Linked DNA regions of Gossypium hirsutum: region 2 is linked to region 1. A link is a contact called in public Hi-C data. All regions are on one chromosome and are shown on one strand. Each heading gives the region's core, a stretch centred on a gene start, on an enhancer-like site or on the middle of the called end of the contact. The rest is flanking DNA. Distances are from core to core; before and after follow the strand shown. Region 1 holds the start of LOC107934407. Region 2 holds the start of LOC107941477 (zinc transporter 7).

The links. Hi-C and Micro-C count contacts between places; a contact is called where the count stands out from the background.
Region 2: a Hi-C map of leaf shows a contact between it and region 1, with 5 times the contacts expected there. The contact joins the promoter of LOC107941477 here to the promoter of LOC107934407 in region 1. A contact is called at or near these places in 2 of 34 Hi-C or Micro-C datasets (callus and leaf).

What each region holds. Positions count from the first base shown.
Region 1 is chrD10:64,270,281-64,275,615 of Gossypium_hirsutum_v2.1, reverse strand. LOC107934407 reads right to left here and starts at 3,137. Exons shown (of 10, transcript XR_005919913.1): 1 at 2,937-3,137; 2 at 1-1,254.
Region 2 is chrD10:64,487,746-64,493,080 of Gossypium_hirsutum_v2.1, reverse strand. It overlaps LOC107941477 (zinc transporter 7), which reads right to left and starts at 2,093. Exons shown (of 3, transcript XM_016875044.2): 1 at 1,031-2,093; 2 at 812-961; 3 at 161-727. The coding sequence starts at 1,642. The coding sequence ends at 422. LOC107941484 (factor of DNA methylation 1) reads right to left here. Exons shown (of 6, transcript XM_016875053.2): 2 at 4,483-4,775; 3 at 3,616-3,677; 4 at 3,308-3,502; 5 at 2,975-3,187; 6 at 2,593-2,835. The coding sequence starts at 4,606. The coding sequence ends at 2,824.

The sequences.
Region 1 (5,335 bases), core at 1,888-4,387:
TATGGCCTATTACACTGCAAAGCAAGAAAGTCAGCTTAACTTCCTCGCTTTCTAAATAATTAAAACTCCACTCTATAGCTGAATATGCAGCATTTATCCCCGTGAAGTTGCTTGACGAAGGCCTCTCCAATTCTCGTAAAGCATTCTTCCATTCAAACAATCTTTTGTTTCTCAAAGCCCCTGCAACTGTCGCAATGGCTATTGGCAATCCTGCACATTTTTTGGCTACCTCCATAGCTATAGGCTTCAAATCGCAACTTTCAACACAGTTGCCAGCCATCTTATTGAACAGGGCCCAGGCTTCCTTTTCATTTAAAACCCCGATGGGAAATTTTTCTGAGCATCCATCCCATTTAATAAAACATTGAGTTCTCTAGAAGTTAACAGCAACTTGCATCCCTTGTGTTCATCTCCCAAAGGAATCCCAACTTCCTCAATATCTAACTTTTCCCAAATATCATCCAACACAACCAGAATCCTCTTCTCCTTCAATCTTTCTCGTAGTCGAAATGCCTTTCCAACCATACTCTGTTCCTCAAATTTCAAGCCCAAGAAGTCTGCAATTTGGTTCTGAATCTTCTCAATATCGATGGCTTGAGTTACGGTTGCTATGACAACCGAATCAAACAACTTGCCCTTGACCTTTCTAGCGATTTCTTTGACCAGCGTTGTTTTTCCAATCCCGCCCATACCATGCACCCCAACAACGCTGACACTATCATCTTTTAGTGCCTCCATTATTCCGTTCAAAATCGACCTTCTTGACTCGAATTCCTCATAACCTTTAACTGCTGCAACCACGATACCTTGCGGAGCTGCACGATAGGAAACCCTTTCAAACTTGCCATGTTCAAGTAGCTCGGCAACAGCCTTTGCCTCCTCTTCAGCTTTCAGGCTAAGCTTGTAAAGAGTCCTGAAATTAGGACACAAACCAATGAAACACTTTTTCTTTGCTTTTTCTTCATCTTGCATCACTTTCTCTACTTGTTCAAGGATCTTTTTGTCGACTGCAGACAGCCACTTGTCAACATCACCTTCGATCTCCTCACCGTTTCGTTTAGCTGCATCAACAGAATGCTGCACTCCGTCCCTTGCATCTTTCAGCCTATTAGCTCGGTTCTTGAGGGTCTCAACATTTTTCTGATGATTGGAAAGGTATTTGACATGGTTTTTGATAGGAGAGATCGTATACTCTACAGCTTTAGCTACAATAGAGCCAACGATGGCAATAACAATCTCCATCGAGAGAGCAAACTGAATAACCACGGCGACAACAAAGACCAAAACTTGAATTATCTTATATAGTTTTTAAAAAGAACACATTTGCATAATCTTAAAAATATAAATATGAGATTAATGTTTTACTTTATGACAATTAAAGTAAAGTAATTTTGTTAATAGATAATCTTTTATTAATATAGACATATATCTAACTATATTTTTTTAATAATTATCTTTTTTTGAAGGAATAGTTTTTTTATTTTTTTGCTAAGCCTTGAAGGAATAATTTGTCTTTTACACTTTGAATAAATTTTACAACACATCTTTTAAAAAATAGTTTTCTAATTATTATTTAAATTATTTTCAACTAATTCAAAATTATACCTATTTCTTATATTTTGATTAAACAGGTGATTGTTTGGTGTACTGTTTTTTTTTTCTACAAGCAGTATCAAAGTATTTTGTTAATTTAGTTCAAAACAATTATATATAAAATATATATTTAATGTTTGAATATTTAATTTGTTTTTTAAATGATTTTTCATTTAATTTTAGTACCCTATCAAACCATTTTTCCAACCGTTCACCATAAAATAGACTTGATCATGAGTCGAATTACAAAGTCCATCCAAAACATAAAGAGTTTAGGTAATAATATAAACCCAAAAAATAAGCTTCGAACAAAAAAAAGATTCGCGTTTGAAATAGGCCGAGGCTCAGACAAGATTTTTTTAGTTTGGACCTGACCCGAATTTAACTATTTTTTTGCTGCTGTTTACTGCTTTTATGTTGTTGTTTTTTACTGTTATGTTGTTATTTTGCTACTGTTTTACTCTTATATTACTACTATTTTGCTACTATTATTTAGATATTGTATAGCTCTTATTTTATTTTTAATTTTGCTATTATTTTAGAAATATTTATTTGCTAAGTTGCAACTATGTTAGTGTTAAGTATAAAATTTTTATTTAACATATTTCAATTTGTTGAGAAACATTTATTTTAATATTTTTAGAGTATTTGTTGTATTATATTTTTTAGATTTATTTTTATATAAAGAAATAATCTAAAAAATTAATATGGATGGGTTTAAATTTAGTTTTTTTTTTTCATCTGGGTTAAACTTAAGCAAAAATGTTGTCCCCATTTTTTTAGTTGAGCCAAGTCCTAACCTGAAAAATAAATCTAAAATTTTTATATTGACCCAACTCATGATTATTAGATCTACTACAAATCCTCTTCTACACAATAAGTCAGTACTCAACCTCTTAATAACCATATTGCAGTATGTGGAAGGCACAAGTTGTTGATAGATCACAAACAAAAGTGCTTATGCAGCTTTCCTCATAGTCACCCCTTCTTATCCCTTTTTTCCACGAACTTTAAAGAGTGTTTTCCACAATTTTTTTAATGGATTTTACTGAAAATATGTTTTCTTTTTAATTCTGAATTTTTATGTAATTTTAAAAAGTAAAGATCAAATTAAGGCTAAAATATTTATTTGATCTTTTTATATTTGTCAGGTCAACAACACTAAGGGTAAATTTGAACGGAAAGATGAAGATTTTAAATCCAAAAAGTGCAGGACTCAAAATCTTAAAGCTAAAAAGATTTAAAGCATAAAAGAAGTCCATTTTCATGGTTAAAACTGCCTGCCTAAGCTTATTTATACGGACAAGTATTTCAAAAGAGTAAGAGCAAAGCAGATGGCGTACCTTTTGGCTATGATCAGTAACTTATAATTTTCCCCCTTCTGTCTTTTTTTCTTTTTCTTAACAGAGCAAACCCAGAAAGTAGTGATTTGAGAAAGATGACTTCATTTTACTTTAAAAGAAAGGAAGTCTCGTGGAAACAGCTCAGTAATGACTAGCCAACTAGCCTAAAATGTCGTATACCAAAACATATTTTAATGGGAAAATATTCTATATACTCGCAACTTTCGCTTTTACCAACTAAGCAAAGTGGTTTTCCTTCTTCTTTTTTGCTTTTTAAGTTTTGAGATGGAAAGAAAATGAGATTAAGTTTAATTATAGGATTAGTAAATGACAATTACATCTTTATTAATTTCATGGTTTTCTTAACACCCCAATTTATATACATATAAATATTTAATATGTTTGCACTAACTCGGATGAATTGGTGCAAATATATACTTGTTTTTGACAGAAATGTTGACAATCATAAAATATATAAATGATTTTTTACTCTAATTATCTCTATTTATAACTCTAAACTAAACAGAAATAAATTTAATTTATTAAATTGATTGATTACATAAAATTTATATCTATATAAAAAAATCTATATAGTTTAGATGTAAAATATACTGAAATAGAAAATAAACTAGAAAATAAAAAAGACATATGTTCGATCCCTAAAATAAGTTATTAAATAAATGAATTATTAAGCATCCATGTATTAAATAAAGCTTTTGAAAGGTAGAGTGAATGAGTTGAACCAATTGCATGAGTAGTTTCATGCAAGGTCATTTTCCATTTTTTTATTTTTTATTTTTTATTTTTTCTGCCTTTTTTGCTTTTTCTTTCTTCAACCAACTATTTCTCATATAATATCTTTTTGGAAATTTTATCTAAAATGGGCAGCTAGAATCAAAGAAAGCACACCACTGCCAAAGTAGAAAAAGACATGCAATAAGGAAGGATGTTTTCAACGCTTACATAGTTATAGGAGCCGACAGTATCCGGTCCGTAAAATAAAAAAAAATATTATGTATAATATTTATAATTTATAAAATTTTAAATTAATAAAAATAAGATTATATTTGGTTCTTCCTTAAAATGATAAAAAAATTAATTCTTTAAATATTATAAAAACTATTAAATTAATTAAATTGTATATTTTCATATTAATTCCGGTCTCTCAAAAACATTTTCTGACTCCGCCGTTATTAATATCATCTTTGAGAGACACACTATTAATTAATTTATATGTATGTCATTAATAATTATAAAAAATTGACATATATAAATATCTTTAATAACTTTTAAAATTAATTGTTGTAATTACATCTTGATCATTTTTAAAATTAAATACTCAAACATTAATTATTTTTATTTTTATTAAATTAAAATATCAATTATTCTTATTGGTTGCATTTTAATTCAAGAAAAACTAAAAAAAAACCCTACTTGATTTTCATTCCACGTTTCCACAAGTCACAATAAAAGATTTTTTACGTTAATAATATAATATAAAATAAATAAATACAGGATAGGATAAAGAGATTAATATTTATGAGAATAGTGAAATGAAATAGTTAAACGACAAGACGTCTTGTTTGTAAACAACAAATTGCAATAAAATTATGAAATGGGTAGTTTAGAAGGAGAGGAAGGCAAATTGTATATTGTTAATTACCATATGGGTGAAGGAATCTGATAAAATTAAAAGAATGCCAGTTGTTCCATTGGGAATACTTGAAAAGAAAGACGGTAGAAGATTAGAATATTGAGATGGTGTTAACAATATTCCATGGAAGAAGAACCCAAGGTAAATGAGGGGAAAGGAACCATAAACAATTAATGTCTTACTGAAATTAATGTAATAAGGGGGATTTAGGGTGAAATTTATCCTTTTAAAGTTTGAATCAACCGCCAATTAAAACGAAAAACTTACATTTAAGGCCCCTGGAGTTTTTAGATCATCACATTTTAGTTTAGTGTCGTCGATTGATCAGGTTGCACCCGAAAATTTTTTTAATAAAGTGGTGCCGTCGATTGGTCAAGTGACACCGATATTTCACTATTTCATTTGCCTATTGTCATAAATATTAATCCCCTTATCTTATTCTGGTATTTATTTATTTATTTTATTTTATTAATGTAAAAAGAAAAACCCCAATGAAGTGTTCATAATAATTAATTCTCAATATGTAATATTGATTTTCAAATATAATGTTGACTATATTTAATAAAAATTAAAAATAAAATAATGTAATCGATTGCATGTTTGATATTATTTCACTATTATAACGTTAAATTTTGAAGATATTATTCGCTAATTTATGGTTAATATTAAAATTTTATTCCTTCAATTCTCTATAAACACAAATAAAAATATCTCTTATATATTACTAATTTAATTTATAACTTTA
Region 2 (5,335 bases), core at 844-3,343, 220 kb before region 1:
TAGTGATCTTCTCAATAATATATATATACAACATTTATTTGAGGAGAAGGGTTTTAGACAACATTTATTTGTTTATTTATAGCATAACTCTGTCCTTATAGCTTGCACCAAAGAGACTTTGTGGCTATAAGCATTGGCTTAAAGACATCTACATCTGATGTAATATTAAACAGTTTAAATTATAATGATATTGACACAAAATTGAAGTTTGCATACTTTTCTGATATATATACTTTGTGATGAGCCCTGCAATCTGGAGTAAACGATCTTAAAGATCAATATTCAAGCCTTGTTGCCTAAATTCTTTGCCTAATTTTTATAATTGATTGAATAAGTGTTGATTCACTATAAACTCATCAGTTGAAGCATAAAAAAAAAAAAGATTAAAAAACTACAAAAAGACATGTATATGTTGAAATGACTAAGCCCATTTTGCCATCAAAGACATAAATCCAGCACCAAGTAAAACTGCAACATATGACCAAGCCTGGAGCTTCATATTTGTTTGAAGCTTAGGGCCCAGAAAATCAGCTGCAAGGAGATCAACCAGTGCCATGTAATTCAGCAACCCTGCTGAGCAAGCATTAAGTAGTCCCACCACCATAAGTGAAGTTGGACTCGTCTCACTGTAAACCTTGGACAAACCAATTCCCAGAACTATTCCAAGTGGCGTTGTGGCTGAAAAGAAGAATACCATGATTGCTTTCATTTTTATCTCATATTCAGCCTGCACATATCAAACATAATGTTAATCAATATTGTACACTAAATGGATGTTTGAATGAGAAAATAGTGCAATGTAGGGGGTTACCTGCAGTATGCATCCACCAAGTCCCATCCCCTCAAACATTTGATGGAAGCAAAGGGCAGCAATGAGTGATCGAATGGTGCATTGATTGCCAGAGGCTCCCATTGCAAGACCAATCACCACTGAATGAACTACAATTCCCAACTCTAATACCTACATTTAGGAAATATATAATGTAAAGACTTGAAAAGCAAAACCATTGAATTTGAGGATTCAATATACCTGAGCAATAACTCGATGCCTTAACAATTGTGATGATACGTCGTCATTCATCTCAAGTGAATGGCTATGGCCATGTTCAAAATTATCGATTGGTACAACGTTCGTATTTTCCAATCCACCACCATTGTTAGCATCCGCCATTAAAGCTTTACCGCAACGTTTCTTGTATACACTCATTGCAAATGAATCCACCATAAGGGTCAACACAGCCGACAGCATTGCGACGAAGGTTGTGAAAGGGAACTTCCTCCATGGGTTTTCAGGCAAACACCCGGACATAAGGTCGTTGAAAGAATCCGGTAGCACGTGCATGTACCCAGTCGCTAGAATAACACCGGAGGAAAATGCCTTGACAATGGTGAACAAGTTTCTGTCGGGTTTAAGTGACGGAACCTGACCAGAAAACAATGGTAGACACACGCCAATCATGCTGGATAGTAAAATTGCGACAATGGCAATGATTTTTAGCTTCATGGATTCTCTGTAGTTATGGCATCCATTAGTCTTGGTCTCTGCTTCACATTGAGCCAATACAAGTGGAGTAGAAGATGAAAAGACGATGAAAAGAACAAGGAAGATTGAGTTTGCAAGGGATTTTAGAACTGATTTCATGGCTGCCAAGAAAGATTTACGGTTACGTTGGATTGTGAGGCTTAACCGACTGGTTTAGAGGGAATGAATATATGCACTTTATGGCCAAATATTACTCGTATTTTTTTTTGCCTCATTTGTAATTTTTCAGATTTGGTGATATTATTGCAATTAAAATTTCTAATATGTCCTTACTTCGTTTTAGAGGATCGTTGATTAAGTGATAAATTTAACAAGAAATGTGATGGTATTTTGGTATTTTAGCCTCGAAATAAGGAAACCTGTGCATGGCGTGTGATATGTGTGACCCGCCTTAGACTTTCTCGACCTTTGACTTTTCTAATAATACTAAGCACACCTCAGGCGTAAGCCTTTCTGCTAACGTGGAAATTCTTTTTCCATGCAACAATATTATTATAATCAATCTTCAAATGTTGTCTTTAAAATATTTCAAAAAAAAAAGTCATCTTTAAAAGTTGATACGATAAAATGATATTATGAAATAGTACTAGATTAACAATATTGCATCTTTATTTTAAATTATTCTCCCAACTTTAAAATATTTTAAACTATTTATCTCATCCTTTTATTATTGACACTATTAATTTAAAATGATATTTTTAAAGAAAAGTAAAATGTTGTTGATACAACTTTTAAAAATAAAAATTAAAAATAAAGTAAAATAGAAAATGAATGATAGTTTTTGTAATAGCTTCGAAAACCTTGAAATCAATATTTTACAATATATTTATTTTTCTTTAAGTTTTTTATTTTAAATTATGTCTCATAAGATTTGACGTCTCATTTAATGATTTTAACAACAGAAGAACATTATTGATATAATATTGATAATTTGGAAATATAATTTACAATATTTTGAGTTTGAGGACTATTTTAGAATAAGGGCCATAGTTTGGAGATATTTGGTGCAATTAACTCTAATAATAATTACATGACAAAGTTTAAAAAGGTTAAGTTAGAATTTTGGAGATATATTATTGGAAGAAAAGTCAAAATTCATAGACTATAAATATTTTAAAAATGATAAACTAGATTGCGGGTCACTCAACTAGCTTAAATGACTGCATACCTTCCGCTCGCATTATATTCGTTCATTTCCATCAATGCGGTGCTAACAGCCTCGTACACGACATCACCGTATTCATTTCTCAACTCCTTCAGCTTCTCGTCGTCTTCGTCTACTATTTCCTACACTACCGAGTAGCTATCCCCTTAATATATATAAGTTTGAGTAATAAACTGGCTCGATTCTGACATATATGTTTAGCACATTTAGTAAAAAAACGGATTTTCGATAACCGGATAACAGAATAGTTGGTGTATGCACCATACCTGCAAGTTGCCTCGGATATTGATCATCTTAAACGGGTGCCATTTCGGATCCTGCACGTTTTGTTGCCATAATGAACATAATTTAGCACATGTTTCTTGCCAATCTTTGTTCGGGAACTTCCCAGAGCTAGCAACTTCAAAAGCTTTTCGATCGATCTCTCCCATTTTTTTTACTACAAGAGTTGTTCGGCTTGTCAATACATCATTTAGACCCTGCATATCAAGAACCAGAGAAGTCTTCGGTTTAACACTTTCATACCTGATTCCGAAGAGGTATTTCTTGCACCTAAAGAAATAAAACATCCAAGAAAACAAAGGAAAACGAGGAAATACACTTATTGATTCTTTTCGAGCATCTTGCAGTTCTCGATTAATTAAGATTTGTTTCACCGTAAGACAACTGTATCGGCTTTCCATATCTTTCAACGCCTCTGATGTTTCCTCCAATTGTTCCTTTAGAGCAGCAATCTGATCGCTCGTAGTTTTCACGAGTTCAACAAGATCTCGACAAGGCACATTCTCTTTCGGCTGTATCAGATACAATCCACATTGTTGAAAATGTCCACTCGGCAAATCATAACCATAAAATAAATAGGTAACAAAATGTATACAAAAAATGTTTAATTTACAATAAAATTAACCTGGGATGAAAATGGCTTAACGTTGCCGTTTGTCTTCTTTTTCTTCTTCTTCTTGCTGTAAACTTAGGGGGGAAAACTGGCGGCGTTAGAGAATCATCAAGATATATGAAGGATAACACTTGTTTTCCCGAGAAATATTTTCCATATTTTGCTTTTATTTCCCTTAGGTCGATTTAGTTTCCATATTCAACTTCCCTTCATTAAATAAGATCTCAAAAAGTTAGTATTTTTATTCATTATTGCCATTTTATCTTTATCAAATCTGAAATTTTTGAATATATATAAACAATAATTAGTCAAATTTGGCATTAATATATTACCAGTAATGCTGGTAAAATTTTAGAACATTCGGCACCAATATATTACCAATCTGAGTAATGTACCATTTAACAGCACTTACGTTCTTAACTTCATATATATATATGTATGTATGTATGTATGTATGTATGTATGGTTGAAGCTGATTAATAGGAATTCAGCTTGCATCCCAATATAATGTACACAAAATTGCCTTACTTCATAATATTGTTAGTACATAGATTAACATAGCAATGGAACTCATAATATGACACCCAGATTTTATAGATTAATACATCATAAAGCTATTCAACTAACAGTGCATGTAGTCTGTAATGCGAATCATATAAGCATTAGCCTCGTATGGCCAAAGTGTTCCCATATATTATGTTCTTATCTGGTTCTGAACACATTAAGCTTATCCGAGCCTAAATTGATCCGGTTCCCGTAATAAAAGCTAAGTTTGGGGTTCAAATCCTGACATTTATATAGATCAATCAATGGGTACCAAACGATTCAATTAACACATAGTATTCTGCTCACTACATACACATATATAATCTAAAGTACCTTCAGCAAACGCAAGGCGCAACGCAGCATTCTTGCCCTTCAACTGTCTCACGGTTACATTATATTGAAGCTCCCAACCCCACAGATTACAGTCCTTGGGAGTTAATTTTTGCCATGAGGCCATTGATGAGTCCTCGAAGAGTTGCGGTCATCTCGTTATATTCACGTTCCATTTGGGACAACTGTTCTTTTCTGCAATTAATATCGTATATGAGACTGCAAACAAGCCTGCAATCATTCTTCAGCTCCTCCTCGTAGTTGGTGTTCTCCATTTCAATGGAAGATTTAAGTGCCTGCAAATATCATTATCAAATCACATAAATGGATTAAGATAGAGGTATCCTAAAAAGTTCAACAATAACACTAAGAAGCAAAGCCAAGTTCATGTAGTGAGATTAAAACCCCAAATGTTGGAATCATAATATTAGTTACTAAAATCAAAGAAATCCGTTCACTATAACTACAAATAGGATGAAGAACCAAAATTATTCTCTGTTTTTCCATTTTCTACTTTTTCATTATTGACATTATTGAAGAATTTTTCAACAATAAGCTTCACCACTTTGCTGGTGCCTTCGTAAATGGAAATTGGTTTCATTTCCATATTGCCAAGCATTTTCCCACAAATTCCCGTACTAAAAAAGGAAACATGAAATTTGATCACAAAAACTCAATGAATCACTTGCCAAGCAAAAAAAGGATTCAAGGATATGAAGCACCCTTAGCAAAATTCAGGATATCATTTGATTTACATAAAACACATTGCAAATTTTAAAATCCTGTTTGAATTTTTTTCAAAGAGAAACATGTCTAAGTGTGCAGGTCAATTTCTGGGCCTTCTTATTTATATTGG